5 separate regions of the Mus musculus genome follow, and regions 2, 3, 4 and 5 are each linked to region 1. The links are chromatin contacts, called in public ChIA-PET, HiCAR-type and HiChIP or PLAC-seq maps. All regions are on one chromosome and are shown on one strand. The core of a region is the stretch at or near the end of the contact, and the rest is flanking DNA. Distances in the headings are between cores, read along the strand shown. Region 1 overlaps Gm19585 (predicted gene, 19585). Region 2 overlaps Satb1 (special AT-rich sequence binding protein 1). Region 3 overlaps Satb1 (special AT-rich sequence binding protein 1). Region 4 overlaps Satb1 (special AT-rich sequence binding protein 1). Region 5 has its middle 2.9 kb from the start of Gm20098.

The links. ChIA-PET counts read pairs in DNA pulled down with a chosen protein or histone mark. HiCAR-type assays count read pairs that join an accessible place to other places. HiChIP or PLAC-seq counts read pairs in DNA pulled down with a chosen protein or histone mark.
Region 2: a BATF HiChIP or PLAC-seq map of CD8 T cells shows a contact between it and region 1, with 7 read pairs. The contact joins two enhancer-like sites. A contact is called at or near these places in 4 of 115 datasets of contacts at active chromatin or transcription factors (CD8 T cells, double positive thymocytes, effector CD8 T cells and 1 more).
Region 3: an RNA polymerase II ChIA-PET map of memory CD8 T cells shows a contact between it and region 1, with 613 read pairs. The contact joins two enhancer-like sites. A contact is called at or near these places in 7 of 115 datasets of contacts at active chromatin or transcription factors (CD8 T cells, bone marrow-derived dendritic cells, double positive thymocytes and 4 more).
Region 4: a contact with region 1 is called in an H3K27ac HiChIP or PLAC-seq map of regulatory T cells, with 8 times the contacts expected there. The contact joins two enhancer-like sites. A contact is called at or near these places in 2 of 484 Hi-C or Micro-C datasets (the HPC-7 cell line and memory CD8 T cells) and 7 of 115 datasets of contacts at active chromatin or transcription factors (CD8 T cells, T-cell acute lymphoblastic leukemia, bone marrow-derived dendritic cells and 3 more).
Region 5: a HiCAR-type map of Th17 cells shows a contact between it and region 1, with 7 times the contacts expected there. The contact joins two enhancer-like sites. A contact is called at or near these places in 2 of 15 datasets of contacts at CTCF or cohesin (CD8 T cells and large pre-B cells), 13 of 484 Hi-C or Micro-C datasets (CD4 T cells, CD8 T cells, Th1 cells and 5 more) and 13 of 115 datasets of contacts at active chromatin or transcription factors (CD8 T cells, Th17 cells, Th2 cells and 6 more).

Annotation. Positions count from the first base shown.
Region 1 is chr17:52,161,440-52,164,063 of GRCm38.p6, forward strand. It overlaps Gm19585 (predicted gene, 19585), which reads left to right. Exons shown (of 4, transcript NR_155494.1): 4 at 1,355-2,047. Among named protein-coding and RNA genes, the nearest start is that of Gm19585, 13 kb to the left of the region's middle. Within about 2 kb of position 1,327, at least 81 of the 459 cell types and tissues checked have an H3K27ac peak or open chromatin away from gene starts, as enhancers often do. A contact at or near this core is called in CD8 T cells, Th1 cells, Th17 cells and 6 more, where this site is marked.
Region 2 is chr17:51,734,566-51,737,189 of GRCm38.p6, forward strand. Satb1 (special AT-rich sequence binding protein 1) reads right to left here. Exons shown (of 11, transcript NM_009122.2): 11 at 1,622-2,624. Among named protein-coding and RNA genes, the nearest start is that of Satb1, 97 kb to the right of the region's middle. Within about 2 kb of position 1,331, at least 6 of the 459 cell types and tissues checked have an H3K27ac peak or open chromatin away from gene starts, as enhancers often do. A contact at or near this core is called in CD8 T cells, where this site is marked.
Region 3 is chr17:51,761,363-51,763,986 of GRCm38.p6, forward strand. All of the region lies in intron 9 of Satb1 (special AT-rich sequence binding protein 1), which reads right to left. Among named protein-coding and RNA genes, the nearest start is that of Satb1, 70 kb to the right of the region's middle. Within about 2 kb of position 1,304, at least 44 of the 459 cell types and tissues checked have an H3K27ac peak or open chromatin away from gene starts, as enhancers often do. A contact at or near this core is called in CD8 T cells, memory CD8 T cells, regulatory T cell precursor and 1 more, where this site is marked.
Region 4 is chr17:51,787,989-51,790,612 of GRCm38.p6, forward strand. All of the region lies in intron 5 of Satb1 (special AT-rich sequence binding protein 1), which reads right to left. Among named protein-coding and RNA genes, the nearest start is that of Satb1, 43 kb to the right of the region's middle. Within about 2 kb of position 1,328, at least 59 of the 459 cell types and tissues checked have an H3K27ac peak or open chromatin away from gene starts, as enhancers often do. A contact at or near this core is called in CD8 T cells and regulatory T cells, where this site is marked.
Region 5 is chr17:51,878,533-51,881,156 of GRCm38.p6, forward strand. No RefSeq gene overlaps it. Among named protein-coding and RNA genes, the nearest start is that of Gm20098, 2.9 kb to the right of the region's middle. Within about 2 kb of position 1,314, at least 35 of the 459 cell types and tissues checked have an H3K27ac peak or open chromatin away from gene starts, as enhancers often do. A contact at or near this core is called in CD8 T cells, Th1 cells, Th17 cells and 6 more, where this site is marked.

The sequences.
Region 1 (2,624 bases), core at 77-2,576:
TTTGTAAAATAGTTAAAAGGTAAGTAAAATACATTCTAAAAAAGTATCTTAGATGTTCTTCTCACCAAGTTTTAGAATAGAAAGATATTATAAACTTTAATTATTTTTATTTACTGGTTGTAAGCTATAGGGTATTTTGCCTGTTCAGCTCCCTTGAGAAACATCTGGCTCTGTCTGGAGACTGTTAAAACTGATAGAACATACTGGTGTCTGACAAGCAGAAACCAGGAATGCTGTTAAGTAAACCCTATCACAAGAAGCATCCATCCCCCCAAGCCGACTGTGATGGGGTTAAGAAACTATTTTAGACTGGAGGAAGATAGAGCCCAAGAGGCTCAGTGACTATGGCTGGAGAATCTTGTGGTCTCACATGTTATAAAGATGATGCTGTGGAGACCGATATCATTTCATGGCACCCAGTTCCATAAAATATTAATAAATGCACATCCTGCTACCATTTGTATGCTCATTACAAACTCCTCTATTGGAATGTTAGTGTATGTGATTTCTGTTTTTCCCCCACACATCACTTTTCAGCCCTTCCTTACCTGCACTCCAAAACACAAATATATACATATATATATATATATATATATATATATATATATGTACACATGCATGCATGCATACACACATATACAAATTTTATCACTGTAAACATAAAACGGAGGGTTTCCACTGCATACGCAAAGGTAAGGACTTTCTTCTGGACACCTATTTCAAACCAGATCATTTCACTACAATTGTTTAAGAGATGTCTGTACAAAGATGCTTCCCTGTGTAGGTCCTGTTGATCTACAACTGGACCTGGATTGAAGTGTTCGCATGTAAGAATTGTGTCTTCATTCCAAGAGGGTTTTAGGGCCAATTGCAGAAATTGTTTATAGAAGGAAGAATGAGACTAGCAGAGGGTGTCTTGGTGAGCAAGCCACACAAATTCACAGGAAACAGTCTTCATCAGTTCTAGTATCTGTGGTTTTCTCGAATTCTTCTCAGATCTTATTCTGGGAAAAAAAAGTTACCAAGTCAATAGTATTAATGGACTTGACTTTTCTCTTTTTTAAAAAACAAAACAAAACAACCCCAGAAAAACCTGAGAGGACCCATTGTCATCACAGGCTGGAAATGGAGAGGAGAGTAGTGCTGAGAAGGAATCTGGTGGGACAGAGGAGGGGTGACAGATGGGCAGCGAAGTGGAAGGAGATGCAGAGGTTTCTGAGACTAAAAAAGCAACTGAAAATAGTGATCTCCTTTAAATATCATTAGTGAAACCACACAGTGATGTCACTTCTGATCACGCTGTGATGTGAGTTGCTGATGTGGAGATAACCAGCTTCCTTTTGCGCATTCACAGGCTGTCTGCAGTGGAAAAGACCTTCAAGTTGACTGTGAGTGGGTGCGACTCATCAAGAAAAATAACCTCACCACCACAACAACACATGATGGGAGAGACCGAAACTTCTTTGGGAGAACATAAGGGGAAAAAAAAAAGAAAAAGTGAAGTCTAAATATTATTAAACACATGAAAGCAGAGTCATTTACTTATTAGGAAGGCGCTCATTCACACACAGGTAGACTTGTGGTCCCTTAGAAGTACGTAAACACAACCCGTCAGTCCACCACAGTCAACATCAGAATTTCTTGGGAAATGCCTCATGAAAGAGTTTTTAAAGAATAATATGACTGTGGATCTGTCAAATAATTTCCCAAAAGCCATGAAAGATGAGTTGCTCTGCTCTGTTATGCATTTCCTTCCCTTGCACGGGCACTCACAGCTTGCCAAATTTAGTCTGAGATCTGAACAGAGAGAAAACATGAACTCTTTCAACTGAAGTTCGGCTTCCTGTTTCTACATGGCCTCTCATACTCTGGGCCATTCTGCAGATCTACCCAGGTGTGTTTCCTGGACACTTGATAAAAATCATTCTCACATCAAAGTTGACCAAAAATGATTGATGATAAGTAGTTAAGGGTTTATAAATGCCAGACTATGGGAGATGATTGTAAAATAAATAGATATAAATAAATAAATAAACAAATAAATGTAAGCCCTCCAGTCTACTTCTATGTTCATTTATTCTTCTGTTTATAGCAGTCTGAGGCTACTCGAGGCTTAAAACAAAATATTGACATACAGATGTCATGTTGGGACATACATGTCCAGGTGACCTATTGTGAGTTGTGGATTACTTCATCCCCTTTCTGTATCTCAGCATCATTTTATCCGAACTGGAGTAGAAGACCTGCTCAAGACCGAAAGTGTCTTCAGACTCTCTTCAGGATTGCTGGGTTGACTGGAGCAGCATCTTATATACCTCAGCCACCCATCTCATAGGCCTCCATATGCATTTGTTAAAGACCACATACTCTGGACCAGCAAGATGGCTCAGTGGGTAACAGAACTTGCTAACAAAGCTGACAGCATGATCTTGATCCCTTCTCCCACCATGTGGTCCACTCTGGTTGTCCACAGTCCTCCATTGTGCATACTGTGGTATGCCTCCACACACAGTAAATAAATGAATAGAGTAAAATGTTTTAAAGAATTAATTTATTCTGTGTCCAACCTTGGAGTTTTTAAAACCTACAAAAATGGAACACAAAAAGCTATGTATTAACCGGTT
Region 2 (2,624 bases), core at 81-2,580, 430 kb before region 1:
TTTAATCCACTGTGGAATGTTGCTTAATTACATATTTTATTATGCAGAACTGAAAATTATGTACTTTAGTTTTCTGAACCGATTTGAAAGCACGGACTGTTTATAAATAGAGGGAGGCTGGCCTGCCTCTGCTTTTTCTCTTACAAATATTTGTGGGGTTCTCTTAAAAACGTGGCTTTTGGAAAATTCTCAGAAAGCTCTGGGGAACAAAAACCAATATTTTAATTTTTGAAAAGAGAAATTAAAAGATTCATTACTTGACCAAAAAATGTAACATGATGTTGCAGTATTATGATAGGTGAAACCTGCCTAACAGCTGGGTTCTTCTTGTAGATGCTTTGTATTAATTTCAGAGAGTTTCATAAAGTATAAATAGAAAAATGTTAAAATTGCTGAGTTGGAAGGTGACTACAGTTTTTTTCTTTTCTATGTTTTCTTTTTTTGTGTTTTTGTTTTTCACAATTTTCCTAATAGTTTTTTTTATGAGAAGAAAATTGGTGAGTATATCTCTCATTTATACAAAGAGCAGAATTTGGAGTTGTATTCCAGGGCGAAACATCTCTTAAACTCGGCTTAAATCAGTGTTCAACTTCCTCTTTTAACAAAATACATGTTGCTTTGTGTCTGTGGAAGAACGGAATTGCATTGAATTCTCACTGTGCTGGAGAAATGTTGGGGGAGATGGGGGGATTGGATTTGAGGTTCATGTGGCCTCTTTGTAGCTGAACAAGTCAGTTAACATATTTGAACTTTCATGTTCCCATGCCTTTGAAGTGAGAATGTTGGTGTCTGCCGGAAATGCCTCCTAGTGGAATGGAGAGCTTTAAATAAGACACAGGGAAGTCTTAGAAAATGAAGCACTCTTCAAATTTTGCTCTCAGCTTAAAACATGTTGGAGGACAATGCTAATAGCGAGGCCTCAGCCAGTAGGCTGCCTTTGTATCAAAGTTAAAACTGCGAGTGACTGGCTGTGAAACCTATCTCCACAATGGAGATGCTGTTCAGCAGGTTGGTGCCCTGGACAAAATGCTCCTTTGCATTGTCTTGTTACAGAGGTAATGCGTTCACACACACACACACACACACACACACACACACACACACACACACACACACACACGTATGTGTTATGTGTACTTTAGCATCCTGACCTAACAGGAACTGTCAGATCTTTCACGGGGGGTGGGGGGGTTGCTGGGTGGGGACCACACAGTGATAGACATCACTTCTTTCTTGGAGGATGTTGAAGCATGATTTAAAGACTGTCACCAGAATGAAGCCTTATTGGAATGTATCTCTGACTGAGTTTGCAGCAATGAAGTGATGTTCAGCATTTAACCGGGTGCAGAATAGACGGCTTGTCTTGGCTCTTACCTTGTACACAGTTCCACTGTATCTCTCACCAGCCACGATTAAAGCCAAGCCCAAGTCAAGTGGTTTAGTTACAGTAGTTATATTAGCAGTTGGAAATAGCCCATAGGAAAAGATGACTTCATACCCATCTTTGGCTCAAAGAAAATAGCTGCAATTTAACTTTACTAGTGTTCTTTTCATAAAATTAAGTGTGTGTGTATAATATACATATATGTAGAAGAATATAAGAAAGGCTTAAAAATGTTGCTCATGTTTTAAACATTAATTCCAAACTATTTTTATTTAGCATATGGTATTGTTAAACAGGTATAGTATTCTTAACACACACCTTCCACCACATTTTGTTAGAGGGCACTTTATATTTTATCAAAAATTGTGCATTTTAATAGATTGTAGCTCAGCTTTTGTCCAAAGACATGCAAGTATTCACTATTTACATTTAAAGGATTGCTTCTGAGGGAACACTGAATCCAAGAATAGGCCCTTGAGAGACTTCTTTCTATGACCGTTTTTTGATGGCTATGGAGCTGCTGGGTTCCCACACTGCCATCCACATTTCTGGCTGGCTTTAGCACAGTCCCATCTCCTCCATGGCTATATAGCACAGGCCATACACATTTTAGTTGCTCTTGCTGAAAATATCACCAGGCAGTTCATAATAGCTCATTTATTGAAAATACTGTGACAATCAAGGACCTTGTTAGCCAAATGTGAACAACTGGGACCAGGGAAGAATTTAATAATAGCAGGTGTGGGACACTCATTTCCAATCACTTCTGAACCATTTAAATTTTTTTTTATTTAAGCTATGTATTTTCAATATGCATTGTTAACTATAGATACTACTAGGGGCAGACGCTTAAGCTCAGAATTTCATAGTACTAAATGCCAGTCAATACGCATTTTATACATATGTACAGACTTTGTTACTAAGTGCCACACAGGTAGGGCACACATACTAGTCACCTTTGTTTTCAAAGGTTATGTGTCAACTCTGCATATTGTGTGGCAAGAAGATACTGTCAACAACATTTTTTGCATAATGTGCAGGTATTATATGGCCACAGAGTGTAATACAAATTAGTGGCAAAGTGCTGAGTGTAGGATGCTATGACAGACTCAGATGCACACAACTGACTACTACCCGGAAATTACCTGACTCTGCTAAGGTTCTAACAGCACAAAGCACTATGTCATGCCCAGCCGAAACGCTGGGACACAATGAAGCTTGTTAAAGGAATTTTACCAAC
Region 3 (2,624 bases), core at 54-2,553, 400 kb before region 1:
TCAAGAAAAGGGCCATTTGTTTGAAAATACTCTACCGAGCACACTCTACCTTGCCACTGGAATATGCCAAGCGCTGTCACAGATGGCAGGCTCTGACAGTTCCCATCCGTAGTGTCGATACTCGACAGTTCAGCACAAGATCAGTGACATTCTGTCTCATTAGAACCACGCTAATTATCACAGCTAGTTCCAGGGAAACCATGTGCTGCGATGGTCAATTTGAAGGAGTCTGTGCATCAACAAACTGGTAATAAGGATCAGACACCTTATTATATGACAGCATGCTGCCTATGATCTGATTTACGGAATCAGAGGCACTGGGGCGGCCGAGGAGGCTGGCAGTTTATGAAACAGTGTGTTTAAACCCAATTCCTGAAGTATGCTGCTTGGAAGGGGGAACTGCTTGAAAATGACACAAAAGCAACTGGAATTGTTGAAATCAAAAAAAAAAAAAAAAAAAAAAAACAAAAGAGAATACATTTTTTTTTTCTATTAACCTACAACAGAAGTGGATTAAGATTTAGGGAGAAAAACAACTTCATCATTTTGACACTTAGAAATCAACTCCACAAATGGTTTGGAGTTCATATTGTGAAAGTTATTTATTTAGCAGCCAATTACACAACAGCTTTATTTCTGTAAGTCTTTAAAACAGGGACTTTTACTTTTTTTTTGGTTGGTAATCAAACTTTGTGCCATTTTACCAAGCAAAAGAATTGCATACAAAAAAAAAAAAATACTTAGAACAAATTGGAAAAATAAAATAAAATAAAAATAAAAATTAAAGTACTAAGGTTACTTTCTAAGATGCAAATATCAGGGGAGTGGGTGAGATTCATAGTCCTTACCCAGGACCTCAGACCTCCCGCACCTCTGCTTGGTGTGAAAATCTGTAGTCCCTTTCAGAGTTATTTTTCTATCATCACTCTCCATAAACTTACTTTCACCGCTCATTCATTTCATGGGGCCTTTATTTTCAGTTCCCAGGTGAGGGGGAAAAAAAAAGCTAAACTTTAAATAAAACCTACCTTCATTATCTAAAATATAAAAGACTACAGAGACTCCCAAGAAGACGCTCGCCTCTACAGTCAGGCAGTCTGCTGAAAGATCTCACCTGTATCGCATTCGGCGTGGGGTTTAACGGGAAGGCATCAAGCTCTCTGATGAACCCCCCTTATGAGCGAACGCCCTTCAGTCTGCTCATTTCCCTTCTTTTACTGATGTTGTCTAGGAAGAGCTAACCTGACTGAAGCATGAATACCAGAGAGCTTCGGATTGAATCAGGGGCCTCTCTGAGGTAGGCTGGCTCTCAGTCAGCCCGTGGGTAAAGGAGGTGCTATAGCTACTAGTGCTTCCTGCTGTGGCATGGCCACACACACCGTGGCCTCCGTCATTTCCTCTCTTGAAGACCTTTACAGAGCTGCTCCAAAGTCACAAAACTCCTTTTCTCTAAATCCTACCTAAAGTTCCTAAAAATGGAAAAACTGAGCTCACTGAATTCTGACTGTCTTTGTAACAGTTAAACCTATTGAGCTGGAAGCAAAAAGTGCACATGGCTTTCAGCTAGCTTTATAGAGGTAGAAAAGTGAAATTCTTAAATCATTTAAAAATAGTCAAAGGATAGCCAAAGATCTCTGTTGGACTTAGGAACAGTATTTAAGGGGCAAGATATCCCTTTACATAGCTTTTTAGCCAAAAGTGGGCAAGTACACACTTTATTTAATAATGCTGGACCTGAGAGACCAAACCTTAGACTTACCAAAAGATGTACTTGTTTCAGAGCACAGAAATCTAATCCTATTTAGATCCACAAATTTAGCTAGTCCTGAAAAACATACTCTGGCATGCAGTGAGGATGGCCATGTTGTCAAGAGTGGCTGGTACTTAAAGCCATCAACTCCAATAGGCTGGTTTAGTATTCAACTAGAAATAGACAGATCAATATTCTCCCTAGTTCTAACATATATGCTATTTTCAGCAAATGATTACGGACACCCTAAGGAGGAAGCCAGTGAACACCCCCACCCCCTTATTCAAGAATCTAGTACAGAGGTTTTGTCAAGCCTGAGCTAAACTTGACCTCGCAGGGGTGAGATGAGAGCTGCAGGAGTTGTGTAGGCTTCCAGCTCTTTCCTCCTCTTTGTTCTCATCAGAGTTCCTCCTGCCCTTCCTCCTTCGGGCAAGCAGACATGGAGAGACCTGAGCTACCTATGACCAAGGTCTGGCTCTACCCAACAGGATGGGAGGACTGGGTAGGTCCAGGTTGCAAAGGAACAGCCTCCCCCACCCCACCCCCCACCCACACACCAAGGAACATGTGCACATCTAGGAGACGGGCTCTGAGGACACGGCACAGGGATCTTCTCACAGACTGCTGCTGAGAGTTGTAGCACCAGAAAGAAGAGAAACTGTGACTCACACGTCTGCGGGGCCTCCTGAGTGCCTTAAATAAAAGTCTGCACAGGTGAAATCGTGCCACAGCAGTATCTGTGACGTGCACATTCAAAAAGAATGAATTAGCACCCAGTTTCTACCGAGTGCAACTCTGCTTGAATAAAACCAATGGTGCCTTCACTAACTGGCTGGGATATGGTGTCACGAGCTCCCTGGTTTATCTCTAGGTG
Region 4 (2,624 bases), core at 78-2,577, 370 kb before region 1:
CAGACTTCCTCAATTGTGCAGAGGTTTTCAATAAGTAGCCAGTCTGGTTTGCCTTCCTTGGTTCTACAGATTCCATTTGCTAGTTGACGCACTGGCTGGTATGGAGGACAGAATCTCTGCCCGAGAAGTCTGCTACCTACTAGGATGTCCTACATCATCTCACTATCCTGTGACTCTCTGAGCCAATGGTGTGGAGGAAGGAGAGCTTGCACAATGAGTGAACACATTCTGAAGTCCTTCATTAAAATTACAGCTCATATATAAAAGTGCTGTGCAGTTTATTATCCATATACAGACACATATCCATATGTGTCCAGTCACCATGGCTTCCCCTGCCCCTGCTTAACCCTAAATCTGTAGGCTATGTGATCTTTGCCTAAAGTGATCTTACCGTTTGCTAGAGTACCCTCTTCCTGTACTTCACTACTTCCTCCTTGGACTTTTGTAACACAGATCCGCCAAAAATGCTTTCAATAGGGTCACTGAGATGGCAGAGCAGGAAAAAGCGCCTGCTAAACTTGATTCACTGAGCTCAATCCTCAGGAATTAGAAGTAGAAAACTGACTTCCATACATCATCCTCTGAGCTTCTCACACACCCTCTAGCACACAAACATGTCGACACACACATACACACACACACACACACACACACACACACACACACACACACACACACACACACGTACTCATGCAACACCCAAAAAAAAAAATCAGGATGCTTCAAATAAGAAGAGTAGTATATATAATTTTCAAAATGATGTCTGTGTGAGTACATGTATATGTGTGTATGTGTAAACCAGAGGTTAATATCAGATCTGTTCCTTAGTCACACTCCACCATATTTTCAGAAACAGTCTCTCACTAACTCTTAGCCACAAGGATCCCCCTGTCCCACGTTGTCACTACTGGAATTCCAAGCAGCTATGCAAGGCTCTTTATGTATGTGCTGGGGATCCATTTTAAGTCTTCACGCATGTGCCACCAGCTCATGACCAACTGCGACATCTCCTTGTCTCCACAGAAATATCTCTTTAGGAAAACTGAAGGATGCTCTAATTAAATGGAGTGGCAGGTGTGGTCAAGGGCCGACAAGGGGCAAATAGCAAAGAGCCGACTTCCCCTTTGTTTCCGACATCTCAGCTCAGTGAAGCTGGGATGATCTCACAAGAACTGGAAGACTCGCTCAACTCCTCAGACCTGGAGGTAGTTCCAGGCTCTTGCATCTCTGTCTGGGAGCTGCTCATCCTTCAGGCTCTTCTGTGGCTTAGTTTCTGCCAGGCCTGCCTTCCTTCCTTCCCACATCCAAGCAGCCAAAGCCACTGTGGCTAGCACTTCCTACACTGAGCATTTCTTCTAAACTGATCTCGCCACAAGGTTGAACACACCTATAGAGAGTTAGAAGGACCACAGAAAGGAAGAACTCCTTTGAGTCACTGGGGCATCCTTCTTCCCTTTGCCCTTCAGGGTCAAAGGCAACAGCATCACTGTCAAGTGAACTTTTAAATCCCAATTTCCTAGCTTTGAGAGCCTTTGTTCATTAATTAGCAAGAGATCCCTCTCCAGGTTTTTCAAAATCAACCCTGCAGATGTCTCCAAAGAGGCTGCTGGTCGTTCCTGCTTTGCTCCCTTGGTGTCTATTTATATGAGCACTTTGAAAGACTCGACTTGTGTGGCAAGTTTTCTAATCAGTTGGTGGCCAGTAGGTGTAAGAACATTAACATTCTGGGAGTCAATTAATCCAAGTGACTAAACTCCTGTGCTAGAAATTCCCGAGTTCAAACGCTGCCACAGGGCACACTAACCTAATCCCAGGCCTCTGATCCCGGTGTTGGGAGATACAATTTAAAAGTTGGCAGAAATTGGCCGTGGGTCTCCTAACCCCAGTGTGACACAATATTCTCCTCCTAGGAGCCAAGTTGTAAGCTTTTCTAAGATCCATAAAGCACATGTCTACTCCCTATGAGGAGCTTGGCTCTTTCTGAGTCTGCTAAAGTTCCGATCTGCGAGAATGCCGTCTTCCCAGAAACCCCAGCCCTCTAGAAGGGTACCATCTGCCACAGGCTGAGCCTCCTTTTCAGCCAAATACATTATTTATAACCTTTCTAATTGTGAAAAGGTAAGGGTGGAATTTTTCTAAAGCCTGACTTACATATTGTTGGAACATTCTAAACCTTTGCTCGAAAATCTGCAGGTCTCTCAATGTGGAAAACATTAAAAAAAAAAAAAAAAAAAAAGCAAGGAACTGGTTGAGGTTACGTAATTTCCCCAAATGCTGGCTTCTTCCAAGCCCCTGCTAGGAAATGACACAGGCAGTAGTGTATATGTATAATGCACTGGAAAAATGAAGGAAGGTGGATTTATGATTCTCTCTTGGTCACTTTAGTGGCCAACATGAATGGTTTGGGAGAAAGTGCAGCCTTACTCAAGAACAAGGTTGTCAACCCGGGAAGGGCCAGTGATCTGATTACTGTTCAAATTGCTTTGTTGTGCCTTTAACAACCCCCCTCAAAAAAAGAAGAAGAAGAAGAAGGAAAAAAAAAAAAAAAAAAAAAAACCACCCCAAAACAATGCTAATCAGGTTATTCAATCATTTAAACCAAAACTGTTCATGCTTTTCTGCCA
Region 5 (2,624 bases), core at 64-2,563, 280 kb before region 1:
CTGCCTCCCAAGTAATAAGATTATAGACAGATGTTTGGCCCTGTAGTTTTTTGTTTTTGTTTTTTTTTTCCTTGACCAACAACACCGAGAACAGGAACAAGTCTGGGTTATACCTATCCTAAGCTCTTAATGTCCTCAAGCAATATCTTTAAAAGTTCAGAATTCAGTTTCGGCCCTCATGTTTGTTTTCGTTGCTTGTCACTTCACAATGCCTTTTAAAGATGTCTTTGAGCCGGGCGTGGTGGCGCACGCCTTTAATCCCAGCACTCGGGAGGCAGAGGCAGGAAGATTTCTGAGTTCAAGGCCAGCCTGGTTTACAAAGTGAGTTCCAGGACAGCCAGAGCTACACAGACAGAGAAACCCTGTCTCGAAAAAAACAACAAAAGAAAGCAAAAAAGATGTCTTTGTCTGCCTTTTAGAGATCCTTGATTTTTGAGAGCTTGGGTACACGAGAACCCTTGCATAGTAGCAGTCCTTAATAAACAAATTTATGTTTCTTCCCTACAGTCCCCTCAGCTCTGCTCGGGTGGTGGCTTTCTTTGCCTTGGTTAAACATTTGGGCAGGTTCATGCATTCTTCCTGTCCTCCCTGCTAGGGAACTGAAAGGTCCCTGGCCATTACAGCCAGGGTCTCCAATCTGGAGGCTATAAAGCCCCATTTAAAGCTCCAAACTCTATATACTTTTCCTTCTTCCCCCATCTTGCCAATGGCTGTTTGTGAGGCCCAGAGGACAGAGGGGAGAGGCAGAGGGACGCAAGAAGCCTGTTAGTCTGGTACTGGATTAAGACGGTGTAGTCCTTGCAAGGGCAGACTGTCAACCTGACACTTTCTCTGCTGACACTGTGGAGGGTTGTTGAAAGTTTCCTCTTCTGGGTCTCTCAAGAGCCTCTTTTGATGTGGTGGCATCTGGCAGAGGTGTAGCTGCCTCCCACCTAGCCTCTCTCTGCCTGGGTCTCTGGTTATCTGGCCTACAGGCTCTCTTGGGAAGAATATTTCCCTACTCCTATCTGACTCCATTCTTCCTTCCTGTAACAACACCCCCTGCCTTCCTGCCCCCCAAACTCCCTCTGTTAAAGAAATTTGCAGTCATTATCTAGGCTCTCAATGGCCCTCTCATCACACAGCCTGAGGTTCGGCAGTCCAGCTACCAGCCACATGTGTGCCCAGCTCCTTGGTCAGAGGCTCAACAGTAGCCACTGGCTCCTCCTTAGATCCTTGCAGCAGGTTTGGAGAAGGTGGTAGAGTTTTCTGCACAGCCTTGGGTGGATTCAAGGGTAGTTCCATTTCAATTCGTTCTCCCCACACAGCTAGCTGTCTTTGAACTTCAAATCTGACACACCTATATACCCCAGATGGGCTAGGGTTTCCAGTAAATATATCATCAACCTCACCGTGGACTTTTGTAAATTTCCATATGCCTCTTTTGTCCCGAAAAAGACTCTAATGTGGTAAGCCACCTGAAACTACCGATTTAGTATTTTGATAGACCTGATTATATCAGGCTAAGTTGTGCTGGGTGTGAACTGAATAGACATGGTTAATGTGGGACTTTTTATAATTGAGTTTGGGAATGTAAAAAAAAAAAAAAAAAAAAGGTGACGGCTAGGTAAGGTCCCAGAAATGAAGTTTTTAGTTTAAGAGTTCTGTGATTTTTTTTTTTTTTTCCGCTCAGCAAAATAAGCAGGTCATTACATGTTTGAAAAGATGCTGGGTTAAATATGAGGAGAAACTAATGTTTTGTTGTCCTATGTCTCTGTGTGTCTCTCTGTTCCTCCCCCCCACACACACTGTCTGTTGTGCGTTTCTAATGAAGTAGTAGCATTGTCTGCTCCAAGAGCTGTGTGATTTCCTTTGATAACTGTTAAGACGCCAGAGGTTCTCATTGTTTGATCGTCTTTGATCTCCACAGCTATACTCTTTCTTTTTTTTCCTTTAGCATTGTAGCAGCCTTAAACTTTTTTACATGCCTGTGAACACCAATAGTTAGTACTGCCTTCACGGAGGTACGTCGTGTGGCAATGTTTACACAAGAAAACCATTCGTAAATCCCCATTCTTGCCCTTTTTCTCGGGGGATCACTTTCTTCGAAGGGAATGGATCATCCCCAGTTGCTGCAGCCCACATGCTTCTTAAAAAAGGAACAGGGGTTTTAAGCGTTTGGATCACTTCGTGGTCTTAAAAGTTGTGGCAGAAAGAGCAGCAGTGTTAGAAAAGGTGCAGGGTGATTTTTACAGGGGTAGGGAGGTGTCTAGTACATACAGCACTATGGAAGTGTAAGCCGAATAAACCCTTTCCTCCCCAACTTGCTTCTTGGTCATGATGTTGCACAGGAATAGAAACCCTGACTAAGACCTCCTTCCATAGGTGAGCTCAAAGTCAAAAACTAAAAAAAATCTAATATTTTATAGGTTCTTTCCAGTATTGTTCTGAAAACAAAACAGTTGATGGTTCTTTAGATGGATCAAGGATTCCCAATGAGGGGTACGCAAATTCCACACTCAGGGGTGCACTATCCACTGTGAGGCTGGACGGCCGCAGTGTGTGTGCTGTGGCTCCTTCCTGCCTTCGGTCACAGCGCACTGCTTTAGAATGAACAAAGAGGGAAGGAAACGCAGGCTGTAATG